Linked DNA regions of Mus musculus: all the other regions are linked to region 2. A link is a contact called in public HiChIP or PLAC-seq data. All regions are on one chromosome and are shown on one strand. The core of a region is the stretch at or near the end of the contact, and the rest is flanking DNA. Distances in the headings are between cores, read along the strand shown. Region 1 has its middle 13 kb from the start of Prox2. Region 2 holds the start of Ylpm1 (YLP motif containing 1). Region 3 has its middle 23 kb from the start of Ltbp2.

Evidence for each region. HiChIP or PLAC-seq counts read pairs in DNA pulled down with a chosen protein or histone mark.
Region 1: a contact with region 2 is called in an H3K4me3 HiChIP or PLAC-seq map of the SCID.adh cell line, with 11 read pairs. The contact joins the enhancer-like site here to the promoter of Ylpm1 in region 2. A contact is called at or near these places in 7 of 39 promoter capture datasets (3T3-L1-derived adipocytes, the HPC-7 cell line, cranial neural crest and 4 more), 1 of 484 Hi-C or Micro-C datasets (nephron progenitors), 3 of 115 datasets of contacts at active chromatin or transcription factors (the SCID.adh cell line and embryonic stem cells) and 3 of 9 other capture datasets (adipose tissue, liver and pancreatic islet).
Region 3: an H3K4me3 HiChIP or PLAC-seq map of the SCID.adh cell line shows a contact between it and region 2, with 11 read pairs. The contact joins the enhancer-like site here to the promoter of Ylpm1 in region 2. A contact is called at or near these places in 1 of 39 promoter capture datasets (3T3-L1-derived adipocytes), 1 of 484 Hi-C or Micro-C datasets (nephron progenitors) and 7 of 115 datasets of contacts at active chromatin or transcription factors (the 230-238 cell line, the SCID.adh cell line, embryonic stem cells and 2 more).

Annotation. Positions count from the first base shown.
Region 1 is chr12:85,082,915-85,085,765 of GRCm38.p6, reverse strand. It overlaps a transcript of Ylpm1 not described here. Among named protein-coding and RNA genes, the nearest start is that of Prox2, 13 kb to the left of the region's middle. Within about 2 kb of position 1,260, at least 29 of the 459 cell types and tissues checked have an H3K27ac peak or open chromatin away from gene starts, as enhancers often do. A contact at or near this core is called in the HPC-7 cell line and the SCID.adh cell line, where this site is marked.
Region 2 is chr12:84,994,966-84,997,665 of GRCm38.p6, reverse strand. Ylpm1 (YLP motif containing 1) reads right to left here and starts at 1,345. Exons shown (of 21, transcript NM_178363.4): 1 at 310-1,345. The coding sequence starts at 1,176.
Region 3 is chr12:84,898,256-84,900,955 of GRCm38.p6, reverse strand. No RefSeq gene overlaps it. Among named protein-coding and RNA genes, the nearest start is that of Ltbp2, 23 kb to the right of the region's middle. Within about 2 kb of position 1,420, at least 1 of the 459 cell types and tissues checked has an H3K27ac peak or open chromatin away from gene starts, as enhancers often do. A contact at or near this core is called in the SCID.adh cell line, where this site is marked.

The sequences.
Region 1 (2,851 bases), core at 11-2,510, 88 kb before region 2:
GTTCTATCACTGAACTCCATTCCCAGCTATGAATTGTGTATGTGTGGTCTTTTGAGACAGGGTCTATGTAGCCCTGGCTGTCTTGGAAATATGTAGAACTGGCTGTCCTCAAATTCCCAGAGATCTGCTTGTCTCTGCCTCCAGAGTGCTGGGATTAAGGTTATATGCCACCACACCCAGGGCAAGTCTTATTTTAAATGCCCCTCAATATACCTAATTATATACAAGTATTTCTCTAATTTGTTACTATGCTCACAAGGCCCCCTTTCATCAAAACCAAGGAATTTGCCAAGCCTAAGTTTTGAGTATTCACAAGCAGAGTAGCCTGTGCAAGGGCATCAGTTGTTTGGGAACAAGGTAACTCTCCAGAGCAATGTTACACAGCTAGTGGGACAGTCATAGGAACAACTCCACAGATCCATATGACTGTCCCGTCTCAAACCTGAGGGCTGTGAACTTTATCCTGAATGCTAATTAGATGGGAAAAAAAGTGCTAGCTCAAATTGAAAACATTTGTATACTGCAGCCATGCCAGGAAGCATTCTCTAACCACTGAGCTCGACACAGAAGAATGTATAAATATGTGTGCCCTGCCAGTTGAAGAATTCTGTCTTATTCCAGTTTCCTGTGTCTACCAAGTACGCTTTTGTCAGTGTTGGGAACTTATTGTGAGCATGAGTGGAGCCAGTTATGTTCCTTCAGAAGTCACAACGCTGCCAAAGGTCTGGTCAATTTTTCCATTAAGGTATATGTGAGTGCCAGATCTCTCTCCAGTCAGACATACTCAAGTACTGTATAATGCTATACTCCTTCAGTGGCAGACAATAGTCATAGGCTAGGGTAGGCTCAATCACCTATCAAAAGCAGGCAGTTCTCTGATGGTCTCCTGTAGAGCAGATACACTAGGAACTTTTTGTTGAGGCAAGTCTGTCTAGGTAACCCTAACTGCCTAGAATGAACCATATAAAGCAAGCTGGCCTAAGATAAGCAGGGATTCTTCTACCTCCCCAGGGCAGGATTACAGGCACGCAGCACCCAGCCGAAGATACCTTCCAAGTGCTGGGATTAAAGATGTGCAACACCAGGCCCCTCTTGGAGGTCTATTTTAAACTAGTCTCAGGGATGGGGATTTAGTTCAGTTGGAGTGCTTGTCTAGCCTGCTCAAGGCCCTGGGTTCTAGCTCCACATAACCCTAGTGTGGTGGCACAAAGCTGGAAATTCAAGCATGTGGGAGGTCAGAGGATTATAAACTCAAGGCCACTCTTGAGTTCGAGACAAGTCTGGGCAAGTTCCAGACTGGCTTAGGCTATATAAGATCTTATCTCAAAAATAGAATCCAACTAACTGAAATTTCACTGGTTTCCCGAGTAGTTATCTTCTCTCTCCACTATCTGTCTGTCTGTCTGCCTGCCTACCAGCCTTCCTTCCTTCCTATCTATCTACCTATAGTATGAATTTTCATAATTATCCACTCTAGTCCCCATCCCCTTTTGAGGTGCAAGAACTGGTTCTGTAAAGTAGCTTAAAGTTTCATGATATGTACATCCCCAAATGAAACTCAAAATCTTTTGATGGATTCATACAAGCTGTAAAGTATTTGCATAGACCTCACATGTTGCAACATTTCTCAACACTGAGAAGTTAGGAACTCTGAGGACTATAGTGATGGGTTGGCGATAAAGAACACTCTACCAGGCTGACTGAATGATGTACACTCACGTTTGAAGTACTTTCTACTTCTCTCCTCCGTCCCTCTTTTTTGAGAGGAGTTTCAGCAGCTGAACCCAGGGAATCCATCATGTGTGCTAAGCACACACCCCACCACTGAGCTATTCTCTGAAGTTTCTAACTGCCTTTAGATTAGTGCTTAGGGAAAAGCTTACAATATAGCAAACATGGTATTTCTCACAATATTCTCAGTCTGATATACAGTAAGTTACAGGCACTAATACAAAGAGCTTCTGTGTCCTACATTAGTAACTAGTAATACACACCACAGTCTTAGTTTCTTTTGCTGTAATACCCTCACAAAGCAATGTAAGAAAGAAAGGATTTATTCTGGCTCACAATACAAGGGTATAGTTCATCATCACTAAAGTCAAGGCAGCAGGACATACCTCATTTATGATTGGAAGCAGAGAACAATGGACGCTAATACCCGGCTGTTTCTCCATTTAACAGTCCTGGGATCCCTGCCCAGAGATGGGTGCAGTCCAAACTAAGATGGACCTTCACAGACATTCACAGAGGCTAACTTTAATCTAGATAACTTCTCACATGTCTGCCCAAGGATGGGTCTCCTAGGTGATTCTGGGTCTAATCAAGTTGACCACCAAGACCAAGGATCATAATCCCTGCAGTAAACCTGCACCTGACACATATCTATAAAATGTTCACCTATAGAAGTTGATTCATTACAAAGTATTTTCCAGGGTTAGACAATTTCTATATTAGATGATACTGACCTGAAGAGAATAAGCAAGTGCTTAGGACAGTTGTTCTCAACTTGTGGGTTGTGGCCCCTTTGGGAGGAGGGGAGTGTCAAATGACCCTTTCACAGGGATCTTTCTAAGACCACCGTGCATATCAGATACTTATGATTCATAACAGGAGCAAAATTACAGTTATGAAGTAGCAATGAAAATAGTTTTATGCCAGGCGTGGTGGCACAGGCCTTTAATCCCAGCACTCGGGAGGCAGAGGCAGGCAGATTTCTGAGTTTGAGGCCAGCCTGGTCTACAAAGTGAGTCCCAGGACAGCCAGGGCTACACAGAGAAACCCTGTCTCGAAAAACCACACACACACACACACACACACACACACAATAGTTTTATGGCTGGGGGGTCACCAC
Region 2 (2,700 bases), core at 96-2,595:
AAAAAAAATTAAAACAAAGCTCTGTGCAACAATAAATACTGAATGCTGGTCAAAGAAAACTAAGGCATACATTTGAGAAATAAATCTAGTGCCAACCTACTACAACTTCAAGTGCCTAGTCTTATCTTTACTCTTCTTTTGGTAATCTATGGTCAATTTAAAACCTGGCTTTCAGGGCTGACTCTTAGGGGATCTTTGGAGTATGAATGGGCTAGTCGTTGGCTGTTGGAATTACGATAGGCATTAGCTGGTTAAAGCCCAAGACCTGCTCACGTAAAGCCTAAATGAAAGATGTGACACAGTGCTTACCTGTGGAGTCATTGTAGAGGGATCTGGTTCAGGAGCAGCTTGCTTCTGTTCAGCAGTCTTGTTCTTGGCCCCACTCTCCAAAGGCTCTTGCTGGATAGCTGTTTTATTCCCAGAAGGGATGGACGGTGGTGGTGGTAGCTGGGGTTTAGAAGGGCCCTGGGAGGAGCGGGAAGGAGAGGCCTGAGAAGGGGGTAAGTAGGGCTGGGAATGGCTCAAATATGATTGTGAGGAGGACGAGGAAGAATAAGAAGGAGTGGGCGCCAGATAGGACTGGGAAGGTGGAGACTGTGAAGGGGATGGCTGAGCAGGAGGCAGGTAGGGCTGAGCGGAGGAAGGGGGATAGTACGAGGGTGGTGGCTGAGGTGGAGGCATGTACGACTGGGATGGGGGCATGTAGGATCCTGGAGGTACAGGGGGAGATTCAGGAGGGGACTCCAGCTCCATTGGAACCAAACCCGGAGGCCCATCTCGTTGGTGGTGGATCATCTGGTGTTTGTACTGCTGCTGCTTCTGATAACTGAGGGCTGGTCCAGGTGGCGGGGGCATCGGTGGCGGAGGCGGCTGCCAGTCTCCGTAGCCGCCCCCGGGCATCACCGGCGGGGGTGGCAGCGGGGGCGGAGGAAGATGGTGGGGTTGGAGCACGCACTGCATTTGCTTCTGGTGCATCTGCTGCAGCTGCTGGAGCTGCGCCAAGTGTTGCTCTCGGAAGCTCATGAAGCCTGAAGAGGAAGGGGCCGCGGGAGCCGTCGAACTGGAGTACCCGGGCCCCGGCGAGGCCTCGGGAAGCGCCACCGGTGGCGGCGGCGGCGGCACCGGCGGCGGCGGATAGTGGCTGCTCCCGCCATACCGGCCCCAATTCGGATACATATAGGAAACGAAGGCGCGGGGCTCGTCCCGGCGCCGTTACTCGTCGCAACCGACCTCCAGGAGCCGCGGCGGTGACGGCGACAGCCGGAACTCGCGGTGCCTTACAGGCCGCGGAGCGTGTGAACGGAGCGCGCCAGTGCGCCGGCGCTACGGAGCTGGGCCCGCGGTCGGGAAGGCGGGGACCGTGCTGAGGCAACTACGCATGCGCAGTACCATCGAGCGGAGAACAAAGGCCAGATAGAGGGAACCTTGGCGCAGGTACTCGCTGTTGCCGCCTTCCTTCGGGTTCGGAAAATGTAGGCGGTAATAGAATGTTGTCATAGAACCAAGAAAACCATAGAGTCTCACAGCCGAAAGGAGTGATAGAGATCCTAACGCCCTATGGGTTTAGTTTTGAATGGGGGGGTGGGGAGGGGGGAGGAAAGATTCCATTCACAGTAGCAACAAGAACATAAAACAAGTAATAACTCTACTAAGAAAAATCTAGACATTATATGAAGAAAACTGCAGAATCCTACCTGAGAATAAAAATTAAACTTGAACTCACGAAGAGGCTTACCATAGTCCTAAGTAAAAAAGAGGGAGCTTTGTAAAAATGACAGTTCTTCCAAGTTAAACTGATTTAACTCAGTCAACCCACAGCCTGACAGGGGACAATGATAGGAAGAATGAAAAATGGATTCTGGAGAAGGAAAGTGAAAATGGCCCTGATTCTTTCCTACAGGTACTGTAAAAGGAATTGAATTGTTTAGATTGGTTTCCTCCCCACCCACCACCCACCCCACCACCCTTAAAATTTTTTTGCTTTTTCAAGACAGGGTTTTTCTGTATGAACCCCCTGGCTGTCCTGGAACTCGCTTTGTGACCAGGCTGGCCTTGAACTCACAGAGATCTTCCTGCCTCTGCCTTCCAAGTACCATCAAACCCAGGTTTTAACTCGGACGATGTCCCTGTTGGAGAATCCTTAAACCTAAGAAAAGTCAGCCGGGCATGGTGGTGAACGCCTTTAATCCCGCACTCGGGAGGCAGAGGCAGGCAGATTTCTGATTTCGAGGCTAGCCTGGCCTACAAAGTGAGTTCCAGGACAGCCAGTGCTATACAGAGAAACCCTGTCTCGAAAACCCAAAAAAAAAAAAAAAAAAAAAAAAAAAAAAAAACCTAAGAAAAGTCAGAGAAGGGTAACTTAAAAGCTGATTTCCTGAACCCTAGCAGCAAAATATTAAAGACTTCCATTGGTTTGGGTGATTACTGAACATCAGAAGTAGTACACTGAATTCTGGGAAAGGAAGGACAGAAGGAAGGAAAGAAGGAAGGAAGGGGAGAGAAAAACCATGCTTAATTTGAAGACTCTTAACTGTATCAGCATGTCAATTTGAAGATGTGACCTTGCTCTTTTTTCCTAGCAACCAGATCATTACCTGTCTTGGGTAACTATGAGTAGTAGATGCGGGGCTAGGGATTCCTTCTTTCAGTGTCTTATTGAAGCAGCATAGAAATACATAAAATTGCATGTCATAAGTTGTA
Region 3 (2,700 bases), core at 171-2,670, 97 kb after region 2:
TCTTTGGATGGCTATGAAGATTTAAAGAGACAGCTCATGAACTCAATGACTACTTCTTCTCAGTAACTATTACTATCAGCTCCAGTGAAGGTTTTACTGAATGATTCACATACCAAGAGAACCAGGATGACTTACTGATGTAATTAAAGAAAGAGGCCTCTAGGTGATGAGCATGGTAATGCATTGACCATAAGCCAGGCCCTGGCTTCCAGGCTGCACTCACATCACCCCAGGCATTGGGAACTCACAGTTAATAGAATACGGAAACGGAGCCTGTCATGAGGTACCTTAAAATGAAGGACGAGGGGAAATACAGTGTTTAATTTCTTTGTTTTCTTTTGGCTAGCAGATATGAGGACCATAAGACTAACTGGAAGAGAAAAAGCCCACGTTATTTCCTGGGAAAAATCTGGGAATCCATCCCACAGGCCACGGTGCCAACTCAAGCTCCCCCACTGAGAATCAGCTCTCTCTGCTCACGGACACAAGGTCTAGAGTATCCCTCTAGACCACTTCTTTCATTTAGGGCTTGAGAGCACAGACAAATGTAGTGACAGTCAGGAGGCTTAAGCAGGAGGATTCAAGTTTGAGGCTAAACTGGGCTACATAGCAACAGTCTATCTCAACAGAAAGAAGACGTAGGGTTGTAGGTCAGGGGTAGGATACTTTCCTAACATATTCAAAGGTTCAGTCCCTGGCACTGCAGTGACAGAGAGGTGGAGGGAGGGAAGTATGCATGGTGACTCCTCATTTGTCTGAGCTGGCAGGTGGCCTAACTCTCTGAGCGTCACTCTCCTTATCTGTGAAGTGAGATGACAACTCAGGTCTCATATGTTGAGGATGAAAGAAAATGGCATATAGTAAGAACGCAAATGTGTAGATAGGAATCTAACTGTCCTCTGAGAGACTCTGCCCAGCAGCCAATGGAAAGAGATGCAGAGACCCACAGCCAAACAGTAGATGGAGCTTGGGGAGGCTTAGAGAAGAGTTGGGAGAAAGACTGAGGGACATGAAGAGGACAGGGACGCTACATGAAGACTAACAGAGTCAACTAACCTGGACCCTTGGGGCTCCCAAAGACTGAATAACCAATCAAAAAATGAGTATGGACTGAACCTAGCTCCCCACCCCCTGCACATATGTAGTAGATGAGCAGCTTGGTCTTCATGTGGATTCCCAACAACTGGAGCAGGGGCTCTCCCTGAGCCTGTTGCCCACTTGCCTGCTCTGGATCCCACACCTCTACATAGACAGCCTCGTCTAACCTCAGTGGGAGAGGATGTGCTTAGTCTCTCAGCAACTTGATGTGCAGGGTGGAGAGATAGGGGTAGGGTGGTAGGGGTAGGGTGTGTGTGTGTGTGTGTGTGTGTGTGTGTGTGTGTGTGTGTACACCTGGAGTGGGGCTTCCCTTTCTAAGGGAAATGGGAGGGAGGACTTAAGTGACAGGGTACTGGGAGGAGAGAAAGGGCTGATATTGGGTTGTAAAGTGAATAAATAAATTTAATTTAAAAAAGAGCACAAAGAGCTGACAAGGTAGCTCAGATGATAAAGTATGAGAACCAGAGTTCAATCTTTACCATCAACATTAACACACACACAGACACACACACACACACACACACACACGTACAACCAGTGGTTGTCATTTTCCTAATCTTAGGACACAAATATTGCTAATTTTTGTTAGTTGTTTTGTTTTGTTTTTAAGTCAGATTTTCTCTGAATAGCCCTGTCTGTCCTGGAACTCACTCTGTAGGCCAGGCTGGCCTTGAACTCAGAGATCCACCTGCCTCTGCCTCCTGAGTTCTGGGATTAAAGTCGTGCACCTCCACACCTGGCTTAAATATTCTTTCTAAACTTTCCCCCTCCTAGATTATTGGAGAATATATTTTATATATTACACATTTATATTAAATTTATATAATTTGTGTGTGCCCATGCAAAATTCTTTGAGGTAGAACTGTGCTAGGTATCTCAGACTGTTCTGAAACTCACTTTGAAGCCCAAGCTGGCCTTGAACTTGTTATCCTTTTGTCTTAACCCTAAGTGCTAGTACTATAGACTGCACTACTATACCCAGTGTTTTATATTTTTATTTTGTTCTGTTTCTTCTGAGTTTCTAGATAAGCTTCTTTTAAGCATGTGTTTGTGTGTGCGCGCACACACACTCATGTGAGGGTGTGCATACTATTCATTTATGAGGCCAGAGGAGATGTCCAGCTCTGTCCTTCTCCACCTTACTCCCTTTAACTGGGTCTCTCATGAATCTAGAGCTAGGCTGCTGGCCAGCATCGACCAGTGATTCTCCTGTTTTTGTCCCCCCTTCCCAGCCCTAAGGTTCCAGGCCTGTGGCCATGCATGACTTTTCATGTAGGTGCTGGGGATTTGAACTTAGGACTTCATGCTTGTGCAGCAAGCATGCTTATCCTCTAAGCTGTCTCACCAGCCTTTGTAGTTAAGTTCCTTTGAAAAATTCTGATCATGCTTCACTGAATTTGGGAACAATGAGTATGTCTATCCCAAGACCAGTAAGTGAGGGCTGCTTTTTGTACCCAACCACCATAGTAGCAGCTAGAAATGTGGGCAAATGGGGTCAGTGAAGAAAACTGAGACGTGAGCTCTTTGGGACAGAGGTAAACATTGATTTTGTCCTTTTTTCATCCAAAGTGTCACCTTTTGGTCGTATTTCCTTAATAAATT